7 separate regions of the Mus musculus genome follow, and regions 1, 2, 3, 4, 5 and 6 are each linked to region 7. The links are chromatin contacts, called in public Hi-C, HiChIP or PLAC-seq and promoter capture Hi-C maps. All regions are on one chromosome and are shown on one strand. Each heading gives the region's core, a stretch centred on a gene start, on an enhancer-like site or on the middle of the called end of the contact. The rest is flanking DNA. Distances are from core to core; before and after follow the strand shown.

The links. Promoter capture Hi-C pulls out the DNA fragments that hold promoters and counts their contacts. A called contact is a pair of places that touch in the nucleus more often than the background predicts. HiChIP or PLAC-seq counts read pairs in DNA pulled down with a chosen protein or histone mark.
Region 1: a contact with region 7 is called in a promoter capture Hi-C map of hippocampal neurons, with 7 times the contacts expected there. The contact joins the enhancer-like site here to the promoter of Dab1 in region 7. A contact is called at or near these places in 5 of 39 promoter capture datasets (embryonic stem cells, hippocampal neurons, liver and 1 more) and 2 of 484 Hi-C or Micro-C datasets (cerebral cortex and cortical neurons).
Region 2: a contact with region 7 is called in a Hi-C map of cortical neurons, with 2.1 times the contacts expected there. The contact joins the enhancer-like site here to the promoter of Dab1 in region 7. A contact is called at or near these places in 2 of 39 promoter capture datasets (embryonic stem cells and liver), 7 of 484 Hi-C or Micro-C datasets (cerebral cortex, cortical neurons, embryonic stem cells and 1 more) and 1 of 115 datasets of contacts at active chromatin or transcription factors (forebrain).
Region 3: a contact with region 7 is called in an H3K4me3 HiChIP or PLAC-seq map of forebrain, with 5 times the contacts expected there. The contact joins the promoter of Oma1 here to the promoter of Dab1 in region 7. A contact is called at or near these places in 2 of 39 promoter capture datasets (hippocampal neurons and liver), 2 of 484 Hi-C or Micro-C datasets (cerebral cortex and embryonic stem cells) and 1 of 115 datasets of contacts at active chromatin or transcription factors (forebrain).
Region 4: a contact with region 7 is called in a Hi-C map of cortical neurons, with 2.5 times the contacts expected there. The contact joins the enhancer-like site here to the promoter of Dab1 in region 7. A contact is called at or near these places in 3 of 39 promoter capture datasets (cranial neural crest, embryonic stem cells and liver) and 1 of 484 Hi-C or Micro-C datasets (cortical neurons).
Region 5: a contact with region 7 is called in a Hi-C map of cortical neurons, with 2.5 times the contacts expected there. The contact joins the enhancer-like site here to the promoter of Dab1 in region 7. A contact is called at or near these places in 2 of 39 promoter capture datasets (cranial neural crest and liver), 3 of 484 Hi-C or Micro-C datasets (cerebral cortex and cortical neurons) and 1 of 115 datasets of contacts at active chromatin or transcription factors (forebrain).
Region 6: a promoter capture Hi-C map of hippocampal neurons shows a contact between it and region 7, with 12 times the contacts expected there. The contact joins the enhancer-like site here to the promoter of Dab1 in region 7. A contact is called at or near these places in 5 of 39 promoter capture datasets (hippocampal neurons, liver, stem cell-derived epiblast-like cells and 1 more), 4 of 484 Hi-C or Micro-C datasets (cerebral cortex, cortical neurons and ventral hippocampal neurons) and 2 of 115 datasets of contacts at active chromatin or transcription factors (VIP interneurons and forebrain).

Annotation. Positions count from the first base shown.
Region 1 is chr4:103,880,474-103,884,324 of GRCm38.p6, reverse strand. All of the region lies in intron 1 of Dab1 (disabled 1), which reads right to left. Among named protein-coding and RNA genes, the nearest start is that of Gm36661, 140 kb to the left of the region's middle. Within about 2 kb of position 2,479, at least 26 of the 459 cell types and tissues checked have an H3K27ac peak or open chromatin away from gene starts, as enhancers often do. A contact at or near this core is called in cerebral cortex, cortical neurons and hippocampal neurons, where this site is marked.
Region 2 is chr4:103,343,734-103,347,792 of GRCm38.p6, reverse strand. All of the region lies in intron 7 of Oma1 (OMA1 zinc metallopeptidase), which reads right to left. Among named protein-coding and RNA genes, the nearest start is that of Oma1, 32 kb to the right of the region's middle. Within about 2 kb of position 1,547, at least 53 of the 459 cell types and tissues checked have an H3K27ac peak or open chromatin away from gene starts, as enhancers often do. A contact at or near this core is called in cortical neurons, forebrain and liver, where this site is marked.
Region 3 is chr4:103,311,906-103,315,776 of GRCm38.p6, reverse strand. It overlaps Oma1 (OMA1 zinc metallopeptidase), which reads right to left and starts at 1,931. Exons shown (of 9, transcript NM_025909.3): 1 at 1,894-1,931. It overlaps Gm36523 (a long non-coding RNA gene), which reads left to right and starts at 2,055. Exons shown (of 6, transcript XR_867961.2): 1 at 2,055-2,305; 2 at 3,619-3,871.
Region 4 is chr4:103,959,952-103,963,425 of GRCm38.p6, reverse strand. All of the region lies in intron 2 of Dab1 (disabled 1), which reads right to left. Among named protein-coding and RNA genes, the nearest start is that of Gm36661, 66 kb to the left of the region's middle. Within about 2 kb of position 1,660, at least 15 of the 459 cell types and tissues checked have an H3K27ac peak or open chromatin away from gene starts, as enhancers often do. A contact at or near this core is called in cortical neurons, where this site is marked.
Region 5 is chr4:104,041,370-104,045,039 of GRCm38.p6, reverse strand. The region is part of intron 2 of Dab1 (disabled 1); the gene reads right to left. Among named protein-coding and RNA genes, the nearest start is that of Gm36661, 16 kb to the right of the region's middle. Within about 2 kb of position 1,384, at least 11 of the 459 cell types and tissues checked have an H3K27ac peak or open chromatin away from gene starts, as enhancers often do. A contact at or near this core is called in cortical neurons, where this site is marked.
Region 6 is chr4:104,111,637-104,115,128 of GRCm38.p6, reverse strand. All of the region lies in intron 2 of Dab1 (disabled 1), which reads right to left. Among named protein-coding and RNA genes, the nearest start is that of Gm36661, 86 kb to the right of the region's middle. Within about 2 kb of position 1,473, at least 12 of the 459 cell types and tissues checked have an H3K27ac peak or open chromatin away from gene starts, as enhancers often do. A contact at or near this core is called in VIP interneurons, cortical neurons, hippocampal neurons and 1 more, where this site is marked.
Region 7 is chr4:103,617,433-103,621,121 of GRCm38.p6, reverse strand. Dab1 (disabled 1) reads right to left here and starts at 1,622. Exons shown (of 18, transcript NM_001369047.1): 1 at 1,377-1,622. Gm36604 (a long non-coding RNA gene) reads left to right here and starts at 2,068. Exons shown (of 3, transcript XR_376479.3): 1 at 2,068-2,666.

The DNA of each region.
Region 1 (3,851 bases), core at 1,230-3,729, 260 kb before region 7:
GTTAAGCAGGTTTTTAAGATATAGAAATGTCTAATTCAGCACAGAAATCTAGGCAGAAGATACCAATTTGAGTATTGTCAACACTTAGATAGTATTTAAAGACAGTAGACGGGATCAGCCTCCCAAAGGAGTGAGCATACACAAAATCGCAGAACCCAAGAACACTCTAGAGTTTAGCTTCAGAAAATGAGAAATAACCTGCTTTTAAAAAAAGGAAAGAAAGGAAGGAAGGGAGGAAGGAAGGGAGGGAGGGAGGGAGGGAGGGAGGGAGGAAAGGAGGGAGGAAGGGAGAAGGTAGGAAAGGAAGGAAGGAAAGGAAGGAAAGGAAGGAAGGAAAGGCAGGCAGGCAGGCAGGCAGAAGGAAAGAAAGAAAGAAAGAAAGAAAGAAAGAAAGAAAGAAAGAAAGAAAGAAAGAAAGAAAGAAAGGAAGGAAGGAAGGAAGGAAGGAAGGAAGGAAGGAAGGAAGAAAGAAAGAAAGAAAGAAAGAAAGAAAGAAAGAAAGAAAGAAAGAAAGAAAGAAAGAAAGGAAGGTAGGTGTGTGTGTGGGAACTCTGGGTAGAAAAGACCACCTGATGATATTGCTGCATGGGAGCCAGAGAAGAAGGAAGAGAAGTCAACAGGTTCCAGGCAGAAAAGAATTAGGATCTTGGCATTCTGTACCCCAGAATCCATAAAACAAAATTTCCAAGTTTAGTTGGAGACTTGCTCATAATTACTTGTCTTACTAGGAAGGTTTATGGATACAGAGTCTAATGTTCTTTGTTGTGACAACCCCTGTGAGCTATGCAACTGTTGGGACTCTTACTCCAACATGATATATTTTAACCATAGTTGTGATACCTTGGGTAGTTAGTAAAAGGAAAGCTAATGTATTCTTTCACTGAGTAAGTGCTACTTTGATACTTTGAGTGCTTGGGACATAGCAGTGAGCAAAGCTGAAAAATGAGCTTGTCCCCAAAGCTTTCCAGCCACCACAGGGAATGTGGTGGTGATCTCAGCATGGCCTTGGGCTATATATTTTTCAACATGAGCAAGACACGTCTATCTCTGTTTCTTCTGTTGTCTATGGATAAAAGAAGGCAGTATTATGTATTTATTTGCTAAAGATGTTATCACAAAGCACTACCACTGGGTTGCTGAAACAAACACCTGCATTCTCTTCTGGTTCTAGAGGCCGGAAGTATGGCATCAAGAACTTTATAGGGTTGGTATTTTTCTAAGACTCATTAGAGGAGGATCTGCCTCAGGCTTTGGGCTATAAATTGTTATTTTCTTTCATCTTCTATCTGTCAATGCTTGTCACTATGTCAAGTGTCCCCTTAACATGAGGATACTAAAATCATGTTGGACTACAACTTAAATCTGATTAAATTAATACAGGGAATGAGGTCTATGAGGACTCAGTCTCTGAATAAGATCACATTCTGAGATCCTAGGGGTTAAGACATCATTATTAACATGTGGGTAGGGTACAAATTTTAGCATAACCAAATACCCATCTTTGTGCAAACTGTAGAGATGGCTATGGAGATTCTGACTCTAGTGGGCAGGAAGTGATATTGAAGCCCAGTGGTTATCTCTCAGTCCTGATTCTCCCTCTTATTGACTTTGGTTTAGACCCCTTCATTTTTGTGAGCTCTCAAACAGACATGGAAATGAAAGGGGAGAAAAAATATCTACTTTATACTGTCAAAGGGCCAATTATAGCAAACTATAGTTTTTAGCATATTCTAGGCACTAATGTATGACATTAAAATCTGTGTTACAATATGGATATTAAATGCTTGAGGAATGAATTTATATACAAAAAGTGGTAAGGGAACTAGAATGTTCTAGAAAGACCAACAATATGTTTTATGGTTCATAAGATATTTTCACACACATGAAATTACTCACTTTGATGACTGCTATTTCATAGATGAGAACAGCAAAGCTTTGGAAGGGGCTGTGGAGCCATAGGCCATTAGCATCTCTCAGGAGTCCTTGAAAGGTTGGGGCTTTTTAACCCCTGTCTCTTTCTCCCCTTCCTTCTTTCTTTTGTCATTCTGAGGATTTTTAAGCCCACATACCAAGTGTCCTACAAAATAAACAACCCTGATAAGAAACTGTCCAAAGGAATTTAGACCATCTTTGGACTCTTTGCTGAATAATTAAAACCTTCAATGCACACTCAGGCTTGAATCAGTTTCCTAAATGCCTTCATGCTCTGGAAACTGAGGGGCTTGGCTCTGTGGGGGCCTTTCTGTTTCTTTTCAAACCCAAAGCAATGGACTTGAAAATCTAAATCCAAAAAGCTAACAAAGACCTTATTAATTGTAGCTTCTTTATAAACAGTTTTTTTTCCCTGACTCTTTTTCTCCCTCTCTCTAGGCAACCCTTGCATAAAAATATCCATTCGCCAACTGTTCACCAACTGTTCCCCCTCTTCCTGGCATACCTTGTGCAGCATTCAAAGCTGCCAGAGCGCATGTTTGCTGCAGCACTCCACACTACCCGGGCTTACTGCCACAAGGTCCTGCCACAGGGAAGGCATGTGCAAGGGGAGGAGGTTGTCTGGCAGAGGAAGTCTGGGCTGAGACCAGGGAGGTAATGGGCACATCACAGCTTTAGGGTCCTTGGTGCCTAGCTTGAAGCTCTGTCTTGTTCTAGCTGTGTGCCTATGCTCAGCATATTTCTCTCTCTGAGCTTAACTTTTGTGTCACATAAAAGACAGACAAGAATTCTTATGGAGGGCAAATGAACTCATGTGTGTGCTGGCCCTCATATGGTACTACACAGTACACAATTGGTACACCCAGCTTTCCACTTTCTCAAATGAGCCCATCACCCAGAAAGAGGGAAAAGCAAAGCCACAAACAGAGAAATTCAACAGTGCAAAATATGAGGAAATACTGGAGTGCAAAAGACAGAACATTCAAACTCTACTTTCAGCCTTTGGAAATATATGATGCATTACTGATAAGGACAGGTACCCTGTTTCACGATAGAGCACTCAATGGTGTCCTTCCTTGTCTCATAATTTTGATAGTGTGTTGACTAGTCTTGACCTTGTCTCTTTCCTGTCTCCACTCTACCTTCTGTTAATCACTTTGCTAATCTCTGTCTATGTGATAAACATTAGAGACAATAGCTATGGCAACTGCTTTGATTTAATTGGTTATATAACATGTGGGCATATAGGCACATCACATTATATCCCACAAATGTACAAGTTAAAAACTTAAAGGAAATTAACATGGCACAGTATCGAGTGACTTAGAGAGGGGAAAGGGAGAGATATGGTAGATTTTAGATAGGGAGACCCTTGAGGGCTGGTTAGGAAGCCTAGGTTAGACAACCTCTGCCTTGTAATATGTGGGCAATTCCTTCACTTACTGCAAACCTTTCTCAAGAGCTGTATGTGATCTCAGCCTAAATGAACAGACTCCAGACTGGACCTTCAGGTGTTCCAGGGGATCCAGAGACTCAGATGTGCAAACAGATATTGTGTTCATAGAGAAGAAGTTCAACATAGATGAACTGGCAAAACTCAAGGTAAAAGTGTGTGTGTGTGTGTGTGTGTGTGTGTGTGTGTGTGTGTGTGTGTACAATATCCATATATGTATATTCTGATATTTAGAGAGACAGCCCTTCACATCTGCAGGTTCTTTATTCACATATTTGATCATATTTGATCATCCATTATTTTATACAGACCTTTTTTTTTGCTATTTTCCCAACATTTATATCATACAACGATCATTTACTAAATTAAGATTGCATTAAGCATTATATATAATGCAGAGATAATCAGATATATATGTATATATATATATATATATATATATATATATATATATATATATATATGT
Region 2 (4,059 bases), core at 298-2,797, 270 kb after region 7:
CCCACACATAAACATTACTGAGACTAACTGTAAACAGCATGGCCAGCGTCACCTGAGCAGTCCTTCTCCGTGCATGGGCTCAGGTGTCCCCGTCCTGAAGGCATGCCTGCACTGTCCTCAGCATCTCCCGGAAGCAAGCTCCCTTCATCTGCACACACAGCCTCAGCCTGTCCCAGTGTATCTCCTGTCTACAGTCACTCTTCTTCTGTAAGTCACTTGTCCTTTACAAGTTTTTCCAGTCAATAATTTAAAACTGCTCTTCTCTGATCAAACGTGATATAAAAACTTACTTGTAGCTGAGTCATTCTCAGGATTTGTCAATAGAAATTGTTACTTATCAGTAACACCTAGTGTGTGCCAGCACAGAGGAGAAATGGGTTGTTATTTCATGGTTCGGTAACTGCAAGTCCTTGCCTACATCTTCTGTATCGTCTGCCTGCCACTGTGCCGGTTCACCGGTCAGTACCGATGGTAAAGTTCTGGATGAATTTTACACACACTTCTTTTCTGTCTCTTGTAGTCTTATTGAGTCATAAGACTCAGTGCTCAATGCAAATCCAACAACGAATAATCAAGTTAATCCTCATTTTCTGGGGAGAATAGATTCAAAACAAAACTTGGGCACAGCGTGTGTGTTGTGGAAGTTACTATATAACATGTCTCTGGAACAAGACTTTTCTTTGTTTGCTGTTGATTCATTCTTAAATGAGTAATCTAAGAACCTAGGCACTCATCCAAGTACAACAAAAAGGCGTTCGCTGTGATGAAGACTCAGCACTAACCTGGAAGACAAGGGTCAGGAGTCTTGCTACTAACGAAGTATGCTATTAGGTAAATCACATCACCACTTTGGACTCTAGTTTCCCTGCCTGTAAAAGGAGAAGTTGAGTTAAGTTAGCTCCAGTTTTCCTCCCTGGGCCCAACACTTATGGTTCTATAACCTACTGTTTTTGTTTGTTTGTTTGTTTGTTTGTTTTGTTTTTGGTTTTTTGTCACCTTCCTCATCTGTGAATGTGAGTAGAGGAACTCAATTGGATTTTTTTTCCTTTTTTAAAAATATTTTATTAGGTATTTTCCTCATTTTCATTTCCAATGTTATACCAAAAGTCCCCCATGCCCTCCCCCCCACTCCCCTACCCACCCACTCCCACTTTTTGGCCCTGGCGTTCCCCTGTACTTAGGCATATAAAGTTTGTAAGACCAAGGGGCCTCTCTTCCCAATGATAGCCGACTAGGCCATCTTCTGCTACATATGCAGCTAGAAACACGAGCTCTGGGGTACTGGTTAGTTCATATTGTTGTTCTACCTATAGGGTTGCAGATCCCTTTAGCTCCTTGGGTATTTTCTCTAGCTCTTCCATTGGGGGCCCTGTGATCCATCCAATAGCTGACTGTGAGCATACAGGAGTCTTAAACTTTTGGGTTCTTATTTCTGTGATAAAGGGGATTCTGCTATTACCCACTTTACTCACTAGATGGTGCTATGAGCACAGTTATCTCAGGTCACTAGCAGAAAACAGTAATGCTTCCAGAAGGATCCTTAGCAATTCTGGGGCTGGACAATCTCTCCCAGGGAGGGCTCTCAAACCACTCTTGTGTATTTATCATCCTTACCTCCCACCCACTAAACAAATAACACATCCACGCCTCCCCAGTCTCCGTAATAATCAAAAGCAATCACACATAATGCCCTCCAAGGAGCCTGCCCCCAATTTAGAAGCATTAAAAGAAAATTAGCTTTCTCTTTTTAGATTTCAGTACGGATACTCAGAAATGAATATAGATGGTTTGGTTGCTTGTGAAATTAAAAAATACAGTCATTTCTACAAATGACTGCCAAGTGTCAAAATTTCCTCACAATGACAAATGAATATACATATCAAAAAAATCAAACAGTCAAATATCCTTTGCCCAGCTGATTTGAACTGTTTATTCTATGCTCAGTCCACAGTAGACTTACAAGTTAATCACTAATTCTAAATTAAGCATTCTGATCATTTTCATAATGATAACTCACAGCTCTCCCAAATAAAAACGTAAGCATATAAAACTGACATCTTCACAGCAACAGCAGAGCCGAGGCACAAAGTATCTTAAGGAGACAGAGCCTGTTTGAAGAAATGCTTACATGTTACTTATGGAATTTTCTATATTCTGTTTGCTCCTTGGCCTCAGATCTGTGAGCAACAGATCTACCTCACAGAAAGGTCCCCTTAACCACACTCACAAGTTCCATGCAGAATTGTAATGACAACTTAGAGCAGTCAGGCCGACTATGTAAGGTGTGGGTGTCTGTCCCTGGGTCAGCACATTTGCTCTCTCACAGGTGGGTAACAAAGGAAGCTAAGCTACAAATCATAACTATAGACAAATCTTAGCATAATTTGGCACTCTGATGGGAACTGCAGGCCAGGGTTGGGGAGTTAGCTCAACGCTAGAGAGTTTCTTGTCTCACAGCATGAGACACCTGAATCCACACATACACACAAGCATCTGATCAGTAAACATCCAAAAGATGCAGGGTACGGGGTACCCATCGCAAACAGGAATCAAGCCCACGACACCAAAGGGAACACTGCAAGCAGGAGCATCATCATCCTCTTTTCAGACAGGACACAGAGAGGGTAAGTAACCTGCCTGCCTGTGGTCTGTGGTCGCATGTAAGAAATCAGAGTTCCAAGATCTCTGTGACACCCTGCGTCTCCATCTGTGAGCTCAGTCAAGGCTTAGTCTTTAAGACCACTAACAAAGTCTCTGCCTACCTTTTCCGTCCCATCTTTCCATGGACACTCCTGAACTGTCTATATTTCAGCCACAGAGAGATATTAATTCCAGGACAGGCCCTGTTTTCCTCACCTTTAAGCAAACTATTTTCTGTACCAAATCTTCCCTGAGACCACCCCCAGCACCACACTAGGATAATCCTTAGTTATCTCAAAGAGCTGTGTTTTAAATGAGTCTTTCTCGGTCCCTTTCCTGGGCTGTCATTCAAACGTGGATACAAGTACTATCATTCTGCTGCATTCTTTCATGGGATGAACCTGCCTGTGTGTCTTTACCACAGTGCTCCAAACTTTGTTAAAATTATTAACCAGTTATATCTGTGTCCTACTGACATTGTGACTTCCAGTTACTTGGTAGACAGCAAGGTGTACAACAAATACATATTCAGTTAATAAATGAAAACCATATGATAAAGGAGGGCAACCATGCGGAACTGGGTAAGACGGCAAAAGAAAACAAAAGCCATCAGAATTAGAAGCCTGTCAGCCCAGATGCCCTGGAGAAGTCCAGAGGCCAATGCTGGCTCACCAGACCTGCTTCATCATGTGTAGCTGGGTGGGGCGTGAAGTGAGAGGCAGTCAGAATGCAGTCAATGAAAGCTATAATAGAGTTGTAGCAGAAGTTCATTCTGGTAAAAGATGCTAACAGTGGACGTGGAAACACAATGAGACATATTTTATACATGGAATTGCCAGGACTTGGTGAAAGATCAGATGCAAATCTTAAATGAGCAAGAATGACAACCGATTGTAGGCATTTAAAACAGCAACTGAATACAAGATGGAACATTTGTCAGAAAAAAAAAAAAGTATCAGAAATAGGTAGGTAAAACTCCAAGATTCAGTATTGAATACCTCCACCTGAGAGCCTTGTTGACTAGGGAAAGCAGAAGCCTAGTGCTCTAGGAACTCAAATTGCATTGACTGAACGAGAAATGTCCAAAGCACCATCACCCAGGTAGGGAAAACTGCTGATGCAGAAAAGCAAAAATAACTACTGTGCTCACGATCAAACAGCTAACCAGCAGAGCAGAGTCCATATGTGGGTGGTCTAGCTCAGCTGCCACGCTGATATCAGGGCTCTCCACACCACCGGTGCCTAACAATAAACGCAGGGGTAACCGCATAAAGTTCAGGGGCTGGAGAGATGGCTCAGCAGCTAAGAGCACCGACTGCTCTTCCAGAGGTCCTGAGTTCAATTCCCAGCAACCACATGGTGGCTCATAACCATCTGTAATGGGATCTGATGCCCTCTTCTGGTACGCCTAAAGACAGA
Region 3 (3,871 bases), core at 682-3,181, 310 kb after region 7:
TTTGTTTTTTATGTTGCCAAATGTTACAAACGTTTCTGCAAACGCTACAAATTCAGTCTTAATGTGAAATTTACCTATTTTAAAATGTTGCCAACCAAATTAATAAAAGTTGATCATCTTAACCAAACATTCCTGTATCTCATTGGTTAAGGATTGTTTTAGTCATTGATTCATTAATTCATTGATAAATCATTATAGGAATGAATGCTACAAGTCAGACGCCACTCTGTGTAGCAGATAAAAAGCAAAGACAAGACAAAAATGCCTGCCCAATCAGTAAAGCTAGTAAAGACAAACACACGAATAGATACAGATATAAGTCTTATAAAAAGCCTACGTGAAATTCAGGGGGCAGAACGGTGTTTATGAGGAATCCAGTATTTCCTCTTTCTGGGCAATTTAAGTGTTTACAGGGTATGTTACTTTGTGAATCCTAAGCCAAGCAAGCTCTTCTGTAATTTCCACTGGTTATCTGTGAGCTTTTCAATAAACTTCCTAATGTTGCTTCCAGCTTCCCAGTTCCAAAGGCACCTTCTCCAAGCCTCCTTCATCCACTGCTAAATGACAGAACATCTAGTGTATAGATATCCCCCCTCAGAAAATAAACTCTCTTCCAAATGTCATGCACCCTATTCGAACTGCTGGGATCTATCTGCTCATGAGAAAAGTGCTCATTTCAGAGCAGGTGCAAACATATTTAACGTAGTCTACCCATAGAAGGTAAAAACAAAAGCTCCAAACACTAGGTACATAATTAAAATCATTAGCATTTCTAACACTGGCAATCAAGTGCCATCCAGAATAGAAACCGTAGTTGTTAATCCGTAATCACTGATTAATCCTTCAAAAAAAAAATGTTTTTAATGGGGAAAGAAATCTGTTTATACATTTTCAAAGAGCCAGTCACTACACTACACAGCACCTAAGAAGAACTGGGACTGACGTGTGCTCTTCAAAGAACTGTGGCAGGCCAACAAACATAGCTGGCAGACTTGTAGGATTAGGAAATTAATGATGTGAGAAAATTACACAATTTGGATTGCTAGCCTCTAAGAACATTTCAAACCCTTAGTTCTTCAAGTGCCATCTCAGAATGAGCAAGTAGTGCGCACTCACTCGCACTCACTGCTGATGGCTAGGAGACAGTTTTAACAACTCTTACTGAAAACTACAATTTCTTCTCTAGTTTCTATGGAAACAGCTGTCAGATTGGCAAAAATAGGACATGCACTTTAAAATAATCATTCCAGCTAAGTACACATGATGGACAGCTTCTTAAAAAAAAAAAAAAAAAAAAAAAGTAAGTTATCAGGGTTGGCTCTTAAGCTTCCAAATGTCACACCGCACCCCTGCATCTTGGCTCGGGATGATGCCTATGAAGTTAAATCCTTTTAAGAGGGCTCCAAGACCTTGAGAGACGCTAGGAGGCGATGAACTCCTAAATTCCAAATGTGGGGTTTTCATCTGCTGGGACTAACATTTCTGGCGGAGGTTTGCCCCAGCACAGTTGCTCCCCGTCACACCGCGAGTGCTAAGTATTATAACAAGTGATCCTTGAATACAAGTTTTTGAGGAAACCAATGAGCTCCCTGGAACTGCTCCGACTGCGCTAATGCTGCGAGCTGGGGCAGGAGAGCATGTGTCGCTCTGCACAAGGACGAGCGGCGAGGCGGAGGGGAGACCCGCACAGGCCAGACCGGCAACGCCTGGAGGAAGCGCCGCTTAGGAGGAAGCCACCACCCGAGGCGGGAGGCAAACTTCCAGAAAGCTCCACCCACCGAGCCGTTCGCCTCGTCCGGCACGGCCTAGGCCCACCGCGGTCCCCGAATCCCCCGGGCCCCGCTCCCCTCTCCGCCCTCCCCGCCCCGCTCTGGAAGAACGCCGAGCCGTCACCGTGAGCGCGCACTGAAGCCACAGCCCGAGCGGAATCCAACAGCCGGCTCCGCGCAGGCGCACACCTTTCCCAAGCCCCGCCCCCTCACTTCCTGCCCTGGGGACCTCTCCGGCGCTTTTTGCTCCGCCCTTGTGAGAGCCAAGTCCGTTTCCCCAGTCCCAGTCCTGGCCGGCTGCGGCTGTACGGACTGTGGCGCCGTCTCGCCCCCGTGTGGTGGGAGGAGGATAGCCCAGATTTAAGCTACCTGCCAGGAACTCTACACCTCCTTGGTACTTGGCATGGCTGTGTTGGATCCATGCAAAACCGTGCCTGCTGTAGTTTCTACACCAGTTCTGCCAAAAGGAAAGCGATTCCAGGGGCTGCTGGAGAACTATGATGCCTTGACTTGAAGCTGCACTGATCATTCTGATCGTAGGTATAACATTAACTCCAGCATCCCGATTACTTACTAACAATCATCCCTCAGTCCTAGATAAAGGTGCATAAAAATAAGACTAAATATGAAAGACTGTTTCACCATGATCGCTCTAGGACACCAGACTTATAAGTGGTCAGCAGTATTCATGACAACAGCTCCTGGAGTGTCCTAAGACCAGATTTCATTGTGGGAATGTTTTACAAAGGAGTGTGAATACTGGCAGGCATGATTCTGTGGGAGCTGCAGCTACCCACCAGAGCCAAAAAAAAAAAAGATGCTTTGTGATTATATGAATTATTCTGGTTTTCTAATAGGCTACCTAAGACACACATTAAAGATAAAAATACTATTTATGTATTCAACTATTTATGTATTCAACAAATATTTATCTAATGTGTGACAGACACTTCATGGTGGTGATCAATATCATATGGTTACTGCAAGGAAGACATCATGAAGCAGGGATTGACAAAGGTGGACAGAGAGCATGACTACACTGAAGGTTTAGGCGTATTCAATCCATCACATCCGCTAGATGGGCTGTGGAAATATTTATAAGCAGTCATAGAGTGAACATGGTTCTACAACCCAATGGGAGCTGGGAACATAACTAGCAGAGTCACCAGTAAGGAAGAGATGAGTCAGACCTTGGGTACCATTGAGGAAAGGGGTAGATGGGTTAAGAGAAAATAGAAGTTGGGAGACAGAACCCTAGAGAACTTAAACATTTTAAAACTCAAACGAGGGCATGGTGGTTTATCTCTTCAGTTCTACCATTTAAGAGGCTGAAACCAGAAGATGACTTTGAATTCAAAACCAGGTTGGCAGATTCCATGGTCAATCCCAGGTCAGCATGGTCTACAGAGTAAGACTCTGTCTTAAAACCTAAAAAAACAAAAACAACAAAAAACAACAACAACAACACAACAAAAGTAAGAAGAGAATTAGATAGATAGAGAAAGCCAAAAGGAAGGGAAGGGGGTTGGGGTGAGTATTCAGTATGCTATAATTAATGGTAACTTACCAATACTTAACTTCATTTAAAGATAGTGATATTTTTCTGGGTATAGTGACACACCCTTCTAGTCCCAGCTCGTGGAAGACTGGGGCAGGAGAAGATCAATGATAACTGGCTGAGACATTTTATGAGCCATTTACATAGTGCCTGCCAGCCCCCTCATTTATATGTTAGACATGTAGACATGTTTTGTTTCTTACATGTAGTTCTTGGTCATGGATGAAAATGAGGTTCCAGTCTCTGACATTGGTCACTTCCTTTTTTTCAATATTTATTTCCTTACATAAGTGTTTTGTACGTGTGTAAGTCTGCACACCGGAAGAAGGCATCAACGATGAATTGCTATGTGGTTGCTTGGAATTGAACTCGGGACTTCTGGAAGAGCAGCTGTGCTCTTAACCACTGAGCCATCTATCAAGCCCTGACATTGGTCACTTTCATATGCTTATCTTTCTTAAAGGACTTCAGCTCTGTATTTTTGTTGGTGGTTTTGGTTTTTTATAATATAAGATTTCTGTTATTTGAGAATTTCATATATGCC
Region 4 (3,474 bases), core at 411-2,910, 340 kb before region 7:
CTGGTTTCAGCGTTGAGAATATAAGAAAGGGGCTATGGAATTTTAAACCATAGCTAAGGAAGGCTGCTGAAGTCAGGCACTTGTCGGGGTATCCAGAGAGGCTATTGTGTGAAGTTGTGAAGGTGATGCCTGCATTTTACTGGAGACCCCCAAGATATTGGTGATATCTGAGTCATTGTATACCTGCCAAGGAGAGCTGCAGACTGAGTGTGGAACCAGCTCAAGTGAATAATTTTGTTGGTTGCCATCTACAAAGCTGAAAGGAGTTGGAGTTTTGAAGAATGCTTTGATATCAGATACAGAGATGCAGAATATAGAAGATGCCCTATTTGTTTTTGGTCTTGCTTTGTTCCAGTATTTCCTCGCCACGTTCCCTTTATTCCTTCTCAAATGTATATATATATATAGTGCCATTTAGAAGTATATGATATGCTTTTTGGTTTTACAGAGATTACAGTTAAGAAATTTTCTTGGGTCTCAGAAGAGACTTCGAGCATTGAAACAGTGTTGAGACTGTGATAGGCTACAGGAACTTTTAAAAATTGGACTAAATGCATTTCTGCCTTATGTTATGGCTACAAGCCTATGGAGACTGGGGAGTGGAATATGGTAGTTTGAATAATAATAGCCCCCATAGCCATATATTTGAATGCTTAGTTATCATGGAATGGCACTATTCCCTGGGTCAGAAGGGTTAGAAGGTGTATTGTTGGAGCAGGAGTGGCCTTGCTGCTCCCTGCCATGATGATAATGGACTAAATCTCAGAAACATAAGCCAGCCCCCAGTTACATGTCTTCTTTTTATAAGAGAGCCATCATTGTGTGTCCCTTCAAAGCAATAGAATGGTGGCTAAGACAACAGTGGATCCGTATAAAATCCAGGTGGCCTAAAACTCAGAGTAGTCCTAAGAGGCCTCAAAAGTCATGACCATCCTGCCTCCACATTTCAATTGTCAGCATTACAGAACTGAACAATCATGGAAGCTTTGGAAAGAACTTAAGGCAGAGAAATGGGCAGAGCAAAAACATGGTAATGTGGCATGCCTTCAAGGCTCCCAACGAGGCATGCTTCTTTTAAAATATGAAGGGATTTGGAGAAGAGACAGAAACTTTATCTTTATCTATACAATGAGGACAAAAAAGAATGTTCCTTGCTAGGGCATTGTAAGGCTGTGATGAGCTCACCACGGTGCCTGGAACACAGTTCTCCACATGAGGCTTGTGATCACCTGTGTTATTGCTGAGCCCTAATGTCATAAGCAGATTGAAAACTCTAGCATCCGATCTCATATAAATGATGGTTTCCTTCTGTATTCTATCTGAGCAGTCTACATGAGTATCTTTGGCATAATTTCTCTGGTACAGATGAAGAACAGGAAAGCCTGGGAGTCAGTTCTGAGGAGATGAGAGAATGACTAAACAAAGAGAGACAATGAACAAAAGCACCCACAGAGTGGCAGGACTCAAGAGGCGATTGTTGCAAGATATTAATGAGCAGGGAGATCTGGAGAATCCACAGCAAAGCTTTCTGAGAGAGACCAAGAGGAGTAGCTGGGGACCGCCACAAAGAGCAACGATAAAGGAGGCATGACAGGTCCCAGCAGGCCTGGCCCAAATGCAACACAGAACAAGCCAGCCTAGCCAGAAGAAAGCAGCATGTCTTGTTCAGCTCCTCTGTGAGACTTTCAATCAGCACTAGCTTCCTGGCAGGGTGAGACAGGGCTCCAAACCTTACAGGTTACTCAGAAGTCACCCGAGAAAAATAGAAGAGGAGAGCCTTGAAGAATGAGCATGGTCTCTGATGGGATGCAGTTACCATAGAGACCACTCTCAATGTTAGCCAGGAAGGGCAGTCCCTGTCCTCAGAGTAGTTAACAAGCTATTGACCAAACATGAAGATGCCAGCAGGTGAGTAAAATGAAGGCGCTACATCACAGCTGACTGTTCTAAGATCAAACACAGGAGCAAGCAGCCATAAATCAACCAGGCCACTACAGGCATTGCATCAAGTTCAAGAGAGCCCAAGATTCCAAGCTGCTTATGCACAGCACAGGGAGGTTGTCCCGGAGGCAGGTGTTCAAAAGAGAGGAGCTCATGTTTGCCCAGACTTGCTTCAGACTTAAACAGGATTAAGACAAAACAGAACAGCACCACTTGCAGGCATACAGACAGTAACGAAGGATGTGGGAAATCTTAGTTGAGAAAAGCATGTGAAGGGAAAGCATAAAGGAGAAAACACTTCATAGCACAACATTCAGTCAGGCTGAAGACACAGCACAGGCAGCAGGAGGATCCAGGCTTCCAGAATCAAGAGCTGTTGTTGATATGTGGCAAAACAGGATTTGAATCAGGTTCTTTTTGAAAGCAGGCCTTTGGCTCTTCTCAGGCTGCCTCTACACTGTAATACCCTACCCTCTACCTGGAGCATGTTCAGATGCGCATCCAATGGCCTGAGCAATCACTTTCTGTTTTGCTTATCATCTTTGTTCCAACTGTGGGAAGTAGTCACAACTGAGTCATTCGCTGGGTAGCCAGACCTGTCCCTACAGCAGGAGGACCTTGAACTGCCTCTTCTAGAAGCAGGTCTATTCTTTTTGCATAAGTGGTGGCTTAACATCCAAGGTCCTGCTGTCTTCTAGAATAGCTGACCCTACTTCTCCCTCTCCTGCTCTGGGAGGCATTTAAAACACCAAAATGCCTTGTCTTACACATTGGGATTCCTCAATACCAAATGACTTTTGTTTTCTGCATAACTGATTGCTGTGCCATTTTAAAATTCAGCTAAATGACCATATCATTTATTCATCTAATTATTCATTCATTCAAAAAGAGCTAGTACTTATCAGATGCCAAGAATACTGAGTCCTTCCTAAGTACTTTCCTACCAGTTACACAGCTCACTAATAAGAGGCAACTGCTCAGGGCAGAGCTGTATGTTGATGGGTCTGGCTACCTCATTAGAGTTTAGATTCCTTGAGGGCAGATTGGGTCTTACTCACATTCTAGCTTCGTTTCTAGAATTAAGCACACAGCAGCTTCTCAATAAATATTTATTAAAGGATGAATAAAAGAATACATGAATGAATTGTATTTCAAATTCTACCCAGCTTACTGGATTCTGAAGGGAATTCTCCAAGCCATAAAGTAGGCTTGGGACGAAACGTTCTCATGTGCATTACTTAATAAAAAGAGCACTGGGTCAATTGAAAAATTTAAAGTCAATATGAAATTGATCCTCATCAGCACTTTCTTCTCCAAATATATAGACAAAGGGACATTTCTGAAACATATGTATTAGTGTTGCATTTTCTGCTCCACAGGCTCAGCGATCGTTGTCACCTCTAAGTCCAGCTCTCATTAATTTATGGGGCATCCAGCATAATCAGCAATAGGCTTCTTGGCAGCATAAATTGGAGACTAGGCTAGGATTGGAATGAGCTCTAAGTTGCAAACGAGCTATTTCCTTGCCTATTT
Region 5 (3,670 bases), core at 135-2,634, 420 kb before region 7:
TATACCTTAGTAAGGCATAGTTTGGGTTCAAAGGTCTTCAGAGCACAATTGTTCCTTATTAAGTCTGTAGTGATTTCAATGAAGTGTCCCCCATAGCCTCAAGTATCTGAACAGTAGGGCCCCGTTGGTTTGGGGTTGAGAGTACAGACCACTGAGGAGGTGGAGTCTTGTTGCAGGAGTCTGGAGAGTTTCCAGCCTCGCCCACTTTAAATTGTCCTCTAGGCTGCCTGCCACAAAATGTGATCTTTCAGCTTTCTGCTATAGCTGCCCTGCTTCTCCCACCATCTCTCCCTCAGAGACATGAGCAAAAATGTACTCTTTGTTCTTTAAGTGGTATTTCCTCATAGCAATGAAAAGTAAGTAACATTGCTGCTGCGGAGATTCTTAGAAGGGTTAGGTAAACAATAGGTTCAAAAAGGCAAGTACTTAACTTTCAGTGTTCGAGAAATTTGAAAACTGTTAAGTTACTGATTCTATGGGCCCCAGAAGGATTGTAATGGAATCTGTCTTATAGATGAGGTAGCAATCTGCAGCACTAATTCACAACTAATATGATGTAGAATGTCACTGCTTTGTTTTGTTAATTAACTGCCTAGTCAAATCCTACTAGGATAATTCTTCATGCACTTCAGGTCCTCTTTTTCTGTTCATCTAGAAAACAGGTGAAAGGCAGAGGATGGATCTTAACTCCAGAGAATCCGAGCCAGGGAAAGCCCCCAATCCATCCTTCACATTGCTCCATATTTTAAGATGAAGCACATGGGAACAGGGGTTAGGTGACCAGGACAAAGACACAGCCTAGCTAGCGATACAGCGCACAATGGAGCTTGAAGCTCACATGCAGGGCTCGCATCTTACTCCACTCTTCCCATAAGGTCTCCCCAAGCTCCGCTCCTTTTCTTTACTAACCAGGATGCCTACAATTTTGCAAACACCTTCCAAAAAGATTGGAATTCAACTGGGTAATTTCCTAGCAGTTGTGTTATTGTGTGTGCCAATATTCAACACGTTCAATCACCATGCACAGCTTCCTGAACCTCCTCTCTGGCTCAATATTAATAAGTACATAAAGATTTTGGTTTGCTTTTTTAGAGGGGGATGAGTGAAAAACAAAAGGTTTTTATCCTACAAGCTTTACCTATTCCCCAGAAGGTCATTGTTTTGAAGTTATACACATTGAATGCCTAATGTTGTACTGTTACTCAAAATTGGCTGCTACTGCCTTCTTAATGACAGTGGTAATTGGGTGTATGTAACTAGAAGTCATTACAATAAATAGATTGATTTTAGTTCCAGGCCTGAACATCACTGTCTGCAGTCAGGCTTATAAACAGTGTGGGGATGGAGGGATGGGGGAGTGGGGGTAGGGAATATTCTGGATCGCTGAAGCAAATCATTCAACATGAATGGTTGAGAACAGCCAGTTCCCTTGCTGTAAGCTGGTCTGGGCATCATCTCAATATTGTGACAGCCCCTTCTAGGACTTGAGTTTCTTTTAAGAGCTCTTATGTAACTTCACCGTTCAGCAAGTATTTTTTTTTTTTAAATAGTTGATATGGACACATGTCAAATACTGTGCCAATACAGATACTATCCAAAGCTGATATTAATTGGGGCTTTTTGGGTGCCAAGCTTAAGCACTGTGTTTTGAAGGCTTTGTGATTTTATTTATTTATTTATGTATTTATTTATTGCCTAAATTTATTTGCATGTATCTGTTTGTGTTTATGTCCTTGGAGGACAAAGATTGATGTTGGGTGCCTTTCTCAATTGCTCTCTTCCTTATTTTTGGAGACAATGTCCCTTATAGAGCCTGAGCTTACCTACTGAGGTAAGCTGGCAGGACAGTGAATTCTAGTGATCACATTGATCTTTGATGCCCCAGGGCTGGGATCAGAGATGTATTACCACACCTGGCTTTTCACATAGGTGTAGTAGGGGGTTCAAACTCATATCATGCCAATCAGATGAGAATTTTACCAGGTGAGACATCATGCCAGTACTCCCAATCCTTTTTTCACTTTATATATATATCATATAGCCAGGGCTATATCTATATACCTATAGTACTCATATAGACAGGGTCTCTCTCTCTCTCTCTCTCTCTCTCTCTCTCTATCTATCTATCTATCTATATATATGTTTTGAGACAGGGTGTCACTGTTTACAGTAGATAGTTTTGACACAGGGTCACACTGTATAGCTTTGGCTATATGAGTACTGTAGATTAAATATATATGTGTGTGTATATAATAAAACATATGTATTATATATATATATATATATATATATATATATATATATATATATATATATATATATATATATAATATTATAGGTCTACCTAACTGCCTCCCAAGTGTTGGGACAAAGAGTATGTGCAAACCTATCTAGGTAGCCTTCTTATACTTTTTATTTTGAAACAGGTTCTGCCAAAATTGCTTAGCCTGGCCTTAATCTTAGTCTATAGCTCAAGCTGACCTTGAACATGTGGTCCTCATGCTTTAGCGTATGAGATTACTGGCCTATGCCACAAGGCCTAGCTTAAAAGCTTTATTTTAAATTTGTCCTCAATAACATTTCATAAGTGCTTTCATCATCTCTAAGCATAGAGGTGGAAGCTTATCAAAATTACTTTCTCCAGGGTCAAAAATTAGGTTTCTCAAGGCCATATGGCTAATAAATCACAAAAATCTAACCTGGTTTAAGTTTTCTCTATGTGCTTGCCATTGTTTAACATGGATCACCAAGTCCTCATACTATGAGGCAGGTATCATTACAGCCATACAGATGAGGAGATGGAAGATGAACCTGAACCTGCAATGATGTCAGTGCTGGGGTGCCGGGTGGGAAGCGCCTTCAGCCCAGAATCCCACACTGCTGTGTACCCTTTCCCTCACTGTGGTGTTGTGAGCCTGTGGCAACAAATCCGCTATCCGAACAGTGGGAAGTGACTGGATGCACAGGAAGGAGGTACAGACAAAATATCATTACCATCTCCTCAGCAAGCCCTTCTATATACTTACGTAAGAAATTCTCAAAAACAATAAAAAAAAATCACAAAACATGGACAGATTGCGATAACTAAACTATAACTTTGTTCGCTACTATCATTAAAAAAAAATTATGGTAGGATTTATAGAAGGTCCAGATAATAGAAAAATAAACTATAGTAGCAGGTTGAAAAAAATCAATATTATTTGCATGTGAATTACCTCTGATTGATCCCTAGTTTCAATATAATCCTAATCAACATCCTAATCAACATTTTAAAATTGACCAGCAATATATGATTCATGTGAACACCTAAAGGATGAATATTGCTAAAAATAATTCTTAAAAAATAAAATTAGAGAACTTAGTTTATCTAATTTTAGGAATTGCTATAAAACAATAGTTATCGGGATAATGGGTACTGCTGTGCAGAGAACATGCATCAATAGAACACAGGACAACAGTCCAGCAGATCTGACTATAGACAGTTGATCGATTTTTCTTGCAAGATGTAATGCTAATACAAGTGATTACAAAACAATTAGATACCCACATGGAAAAGGAAAAAAAAGCAGAGCTATAACATTATGCCATATTAATTCAAAATGAAACATAGGCCTAAATAAAAATCTAAAACTATAAAACTAAAAAAAAAAGTACCAGTACTCTTGGGCCA
Region 6 (3,492 bases), core at 224-2,723, 490 kb before region 7:
ATTTTGAAGCTTATCTTAGCGTTGTTTTGAGTTAAGTACTAACTAGGCTTACATTTAAAAAGTAGTCCATCATGCCCTTAAGTGTTGGTGCGATTCCATCACTGTACAAGTGAATCTCTTCATGTGCTTCAGCATATGAATCAGGGAGTTGTTGTGAGCCATCACTTTTCAAGAGGGAATGAGAAACTCTACCAAAGTGAGGCCTCCCTGCACACCTGCCTTGCTGCTGATTCCATTTCAAGTAACTAAAGACTACACACCATGAGGCTTTCTCTTCTGGTCCCTTGATTTGCTTTCAGAGAAACAGAAATATCATCAGAAGGGACTGTAAACTTCATTTAGGCTGGAGAAGAACAACATGGGCTTCAAGATGCACTTTGTGGAAATTACAGAGCAAATCACTTTCTAAAGCTAAGTATGTACTCAAAATTCCAAATTATTTGCCTTGTACTGTTTTAAATAAATTAGGCAGAACAGGATTCAAGGTTATTTGGAAATGTCAGTTTCACTCATATGCTTCCTGACAAGCTTAGTGAGCAGAAAGAAGGGACTGAGCTGTCCCAGCATGTGGGTAATTGCGCATAACCCTGAGGCTGCTCATGGGAGTGCCTGAATATCATTTCTCAGTTGTATGCAAAGGGAAAAAATTATCGAAAATCATTAGTGACGCCCAGTACATTGATTTTTACAGATGTAGAAACTGAGACCCTGCTGAGATTGCATTGGGTAAGCTGGCGACCGAGAGGAAACTTGAATCCACATCCTCTGCTCTTAGAGTCCAGCAGATGTCCCAAAGCATGGCGATGAAAAGTATTTTCATCATATCTCTACGGAAGGGGGAGTGCCACTTGGTTATATCAGGCAGTCTCATTTTTCTTGGTACATTAAAGCACACTCTCTTTTAATCAGATTAAAGCTGACAGAGATGAAACCGTTTTGGGCAGATTTCCTTGGGTTGGCTCCAGGGCCTCTAATCTGCATTTCATCATGATACAAGCACATGTTGCCATCATCGGTACACCCATCTGCATCAGCCATGATGTTAATCACATACTAACCCAATTTCTCCCGTGAATTTATTACTTACTCCTCATTTAAGTTCATGAAACTGAACATGCGTCTCAAATAAGCATAACAATTCTAACAGGAAGACCTTGGCTTGAGAACTGTGCCGACTAGGCAATGTCACCCAAAGATGAAGCCTTAGAAGAGTGCAAGGGGAAATTCAGTCTCGCAGATATCCCTTGGGGGGCTGTCTGCAAAAGGAGATTATAGTGACAAGTTTTGTTACATGGTGTACGTAGAAATACATGAGCAAGTCATGATTTGGCAATAAAATATTCCTTGTTCTAATTCCAGGCAGCTCAGTTGTATCAGATTGATCCACAGTTTCCAAAATCAGAGGTATGGCCTTCAGAAAAGACTGCAAAATGATGGAGTGCACCCACCAAAGGCAAATGGAAGCTATAATGGGAAGGCATTTTTGGAGCGGAGTCCAAATGCAAATTGGTTGTTACGGAAACTATTCAGATCCATCTGGTGCCTGCATGTGATGAATACTGGAAATCTGATCAATGGATATGCATTTTGGCATTGGTAAAGGAACGTAAAACAGGACAAGTTAGGCCACCAGAGTGTGGGCGTTGGACTCAACCCTTCTTGCAAACGTGTAGCCAATGTGTAGAGAGTCATGGGGGAGGGCGGGCAAGCAGACCTTTAGCGTGAACTATGGTACGACTATCCAAGGATGGAAACTACATTGCAGAACAGAAATAGGAGATGCCTCTGCTTGCCGACTTCCAGATTGTCTGTCTTCATTGATTTATTCATTCATTCTACCTACATCTGTTCCTAAGCACAGGCACCTGGGGTACAAGAGTATAGAACCACATTCTAGCTCTCAAGAGAGGCGTAGTCTGGAGTCTCTTCAGACTCCACAGGAATGTTTCCTTTCTCTTAAAGGCCTTCTTAAATGAAGGGAACTCAATCAAGTATTATCAAGTACAATGCACTTGATAATAACTAAGATGTGTCAATCATTAGGTATATGGTTGCTGCTTACTCGCCAGCTACTATTCTAAGTAATTTCTATATATTGTCTCATAAAAAAACCTACCAACTAAGTATTGTTATTCCTTCTGTTTCACAATGGAAAAAAATAAGGCAGAGAGAGGTTATTATATATTTTATTCAATAGTATGCAGAATATGACAAAGCTTGGCTGTGAGCCCAAGAAACCTAGCTTTAGAGGTCCAGTCCTTAACTATTTTGCTCTGTTTTCCATCTAAAAGATAATGTGAAATTTTAGGGAGAAAAACCAAGCTATGTACAACACGGGTGGAGGAGGGTGTCATTTGGTGACAATACAGGAAGTCTTTGCTGGGGAGAAGCCCCTTCCAGAGCTATATCCCAAAGAAGTCAGTCTGGAGAACTCAGCACCGGGCAGCCAAGCAAAAGAGGCACCACAGCAGCTCAAGCTGCTTATTATTTATTTATTTATTTATTTATTTATTTATTTATTTATTTATTTAGTGTTGGTAGAGAGAAAAGCAGTTTTGAAGAAACCAACAGGGTCTCACGGGAATGTTTCCTCTCTCCAAAGGCCTTCTTAGATATAATGCAGGATGCATTTGTAATTGGTTTGATTACCTTGCATCTGAAAGAACATTTTAATTAATAGTCAAAAAGAAAAAAAGAATCCAGGCTTCGAATGCACTTGGGTCATTTAAAGTCCTGCGTATCCCATAGAGAAAAACCTTTAAAACACCATCAACCTCCCCCCACACCTTAGTACTATGTGGTCTCAGAGAGGAAATAAATATGCCAAGTTTCCATGATTGAAATATTCAATCAGATAACACCAGGGTGAAAATAACGAAGCCTTGAGAGGATGTGTTTTATCAAGTAGAAAATAATGCTAAAGGCACTCTTAAGGACGTAAAAGTGAATGAGAAAAAATGCCGACTTCCTGCCAGAGAGGGGATTATTCCAGCTCACCAGAAGAAGAAGAAATTAAATAAAAGACACCTGTTGGCAGTTTAATGCTAATAAGAATTCTGTTTTCAGGATGGAAATTATGCATCAACAAAAATATAAATATAATTTTTTTCACAGCTGTGTAAGTGAAAAAAACATATGTTGAGAAATTAGAGATGACTATTACCCATTATTCAAAATTTCCATGGCCATGGAGTGAATCCCATGCTGGAACTAGAAATATACAATGCCTTTTAATTAATTTAATTTACATTGTTGGCTGATGGCATGCCACAAATAACCACAACAGTGAGTGCTCTTCCCTGTTCTCCATAAAAACAACTGTTGTTCACATGGCCCAGCATTGCTGTTAATTTCTTGGCTTCCTTTCAAGAAGACTGGAGCAGGGTTTGTATGGTTGAAAGAGAAGCCATAGGACTAGAGAGATGGCTCAGCTATTTAGAACAATTCCCAGCACCCACATGGAGGGTCACAACCATCAACTCCCTCTCCCTG
Region 7 (3,689 bases), core at 373-2,872:
GCTAAGCAGTGTACAGAAAGCTCTGTCTGCAATGATGCGATTCTTTCTACATGAAACTAAGAGGCAGTCCCCTAAACTCAGCCTCCCGAAGCTCAGCAAAGCCACTACGAGGTGATGCGATTCGCAGAGGGAGCCGCTTGGAAGGGTGTGTGTGTGTGTGTGTGTGTGTGTGTGTGTGTGTGTGTGTTAGGGGGTCAGGCATGCAAGGGGACACACCTTTCCTTCAAGCCGTTGGATACACCATGTTGCCTGAAAAGTCTACCCAGACTAGTCTGTCAAGGGTTAATTTTCTCAGCAAAAACTGAAGCAAGCGCGCACGCACACAGACACACACACACAAACCACACCACACCACACACACACACACACACACACACACACACACTCCTCCGTTGACTCCCACCACCTTGGTGGGTGGTCACCATCCTCTTAATTTTAAATTCCAGAACGCAACCGCCCCCCCCTCCGCCCCCGCCCCAGTACTATTATTTGGGAACAGCCCCCGTACCTGGGCTCGATTCCCACCTCATCACCGGTGGAAGCTGAGAGCCCGACATAATTATTTTCCTACAAGGTTATGCCTAATTGACCACTAACCTAATTGATTAATCATTTCATTTTTCAAAGCAGCATCCAAGAGTCAATCTAGCGAGGAGATAGAGAAACATGTACGCAATGGTCCAAGGGATACAGACCTAGGGAAAGACCCCAGGCCAGCTAAAACCTAAGAGGCTAGAAATGAAAACGCGACAGAAGCAGAGAATTGCGCACGGCCACAGGAGGATCAAACCAGGAGCCTCAAAGCGGCCAGGGTCCAGCAGGCTCCAACACGGATGAAGTTGTTTTCCCCCGGGGACCAAAGGGTTAAAACGACGCCGCTCCAACCCAGTCTCCTCTATGCTGGAGGGGAGCAGAATCCACCTGTCCCCTTCTTAGGCAAACCCCGCTGGTTGTCCTGAGGGTCGCCCTAGCTCTCTGGCCACAACTTGCCCCTCTGTGCGCGGCCCTTGCCTGCGCCTTTGCGCGCTACCCAAAACTTTGCGCACACTGCGGCCGCCGCCTGGCCGTTCAGCGCGGCGAAACGCGCCACCAAGTCCAAGAGCTGCGGACAGCCCTTCTGCAGCCACCACCGCTTGGCTTTGGGCTTCAGACTTTTCTTTCCTCCGCCTCCAGTCCCCATGCAGGGGCTCCCTCGTGGCTGCGGGAACGCGACTCTCGGCCCGCAGTGGGCATTGCGGCCGCGGCGCTGCAGACCACCACCCTGCAGGGTCCATGAGGCGCCCACCCGACGGCTGGACGACTGAAGCCATCCTTGCCCTGGCGCGCCCACCCTAGCTTTCCACGCCGCGGCCGCCAGGCGCAACACCCTCTCCTACCTTCCAGCCGCTGAAGACCACACTCTGCTCAGCCCTCTCGACACATCATCCTCTGGCTGCAGAACAGGGCGACCGGACTCTGCTTTTGTTCCCTGGGGCGGGGAGGTCCGTGCGGGGCCAGGGAGCGGGAGATGCAACGGAGCTGGGTATCTGGAAGAAGGGAGGCTCACTCCCGGCAGCTCTAGTGGCGGCAGTAGTGGCGGCAGCAAAGGCAGCGGTGGCAGCAGCAGCAGCAGTAGAGATAGTGCCGGCTCTCTGCAGGCCACATCTTTCATACCTTATACATCACTACCGCATTCCCCCGAATAGGAGAGCCCATCAGCATTTCGCCACCTAACTAAGGATACGAGCGCCGGCAAGAGTGGCTTGGCTGCACCTGGCCACAGTGTGGGCTCTGCTCAGGAAAGGACCCTCAGCACCCAATTGCCACTCCCTCCTAAATCACCACAGCATCGTCTATAACCATCACTGGTCTCCCCGCAGCGCTCTCCTTAGGCTCTCTGCTCCCTAGAATGTCTGAGCTTTAGGGCAAGCAACAGAGGTTTATTATGGAAACTCATTTCCAACTGCCACTTCCCAGGGAAGGTCTTTGCACGGGAGGTTACTGCTACAGAGGCACCCTCCTGATTGCACGTGGTTTCTAGATGCCGCCTTGGGAGCAGGCTTGTGGGCACTGAGAGAGGCAGCCCGCACCAGAGGATTGGGTCCCTGTTGCTTCATCAATAAAATGGGAATCAGATGAGCTTTTCTGTGAGGTTGTGGTGAGAATATAATGAGATAAACAGAGTGGAACTCCCTAAACAAAGCTTAATTTCTTCCTTCTTCCAATGCAAGCCTGCCTTCCCTCAACAACTGTCAGCAACAACCCAGTAAATATTTGCCGTGAGCGTACCTCGGTTCTATGCCAATCCCTATTTTATAGAGTAGAGTACAGCTTGGCTTGGACTTTTCTCTCCAGTGAAGACACAGAAAATAAGTAAATCAAGAAGAGTTGTTGAGTGGTATTGATCACCAAGATTGAAATAGATGGTGGCATGCAATGTGAAGTGACTGGAGATGCTACTTAGCTTGCTTTTGTCAACTTGACACGAAACTTGAGTCACCTGGGAAGAGAGACCCTCAGACTGAGATGTTGCTTCCATTATATGGGCCTGTGGGCGTGTCTTCCGGCCACATTCTTGATTGAGGGTTAATGTGGGAGAGGCCAGCCTTCTGTGAGTGGAGCTACTTCTGGGCAGGTGTCTTGGGTTGTCTAAGAAGTAAGCTGAACAAGCCATGGAGAGCAAGCAGGTAAGCAGAGTCCCTTTATGGTCTGTGCTTCCATTCCTACTCCAGGTCCCTGCTCTGACTTCCCTCAATGATGGACTGAAACCTATAAGATGAAGTAACACCACTAAGTTGGCTTTGGTCAGTGTTTTATCACAATAACAACAACCGGAACACCTAGGGAACTGGAACAAGTAGGAACCTGCTTAGGTCATAACTGCTAACCCAAGTTCTACGTCAGTAGGACCTCATCTCCTCATCTCCAGGGCAGAAGAAACAGCCAGAGCAAATGTCCCATGCAGGAATGAGTTGAGGGCATCTAAGATGGAGGAGGGTACACCTGTAGCTGGAAGCAGCAAGGGTAATGACCCAGTGGTATGATATAGAGTGGGTGGTTCCATCTGACAGGGAGGTTCACCTCCACAGAGGTCAGTAAGTAGATTTGGCACTGGAGTTAGGGATGTGAGTGGTGTAGCATTCCCTGTGGGGTTGATTTGTAAAAGTTCACTCTGGCCGGGCGTGGTGGCACACGCCTTTAATCCCAGCACTCCGGAGGCAGAGGCAGGCAGATTTCTGAGTTCAAGGCCAGCCTGGTTTACAAAGTGAGTTCCAGGACAGCCAGAGCTATAGAGAGAAACCCTGTCTCGAAAAACCAAAAAAAAAAAAAAAAAGTTCACTCTGGCTGCTATGGAGATAGTGGATTGGAGAGAACTTGGGCAAATGCCATTGGAAGAAGAATCAGTAAGAAGATCCAACAGTGCTGGATAAAAGTCCCTCACCATCTCCTGACTTCCATAATCACAAACCACATCAACTTTTCCTTCATCCAACAAGAGATTGGGAGTAAAAGCCACTGGTGAGCAGTTCAGGGAGCCTGAACATGAGCCATCCCAACCCACTCTCTAAATATCCTTTCCTCAACCAGAAGATGTAAATGGTTACATATTCTCATGACTTACTGTGTTGATAAAATGATACCAGGAAGATGTACCCAAGGGACTAAATGACTGTTAACTTCATCTTTAAGATCTCTTTACTTTGGGTCCT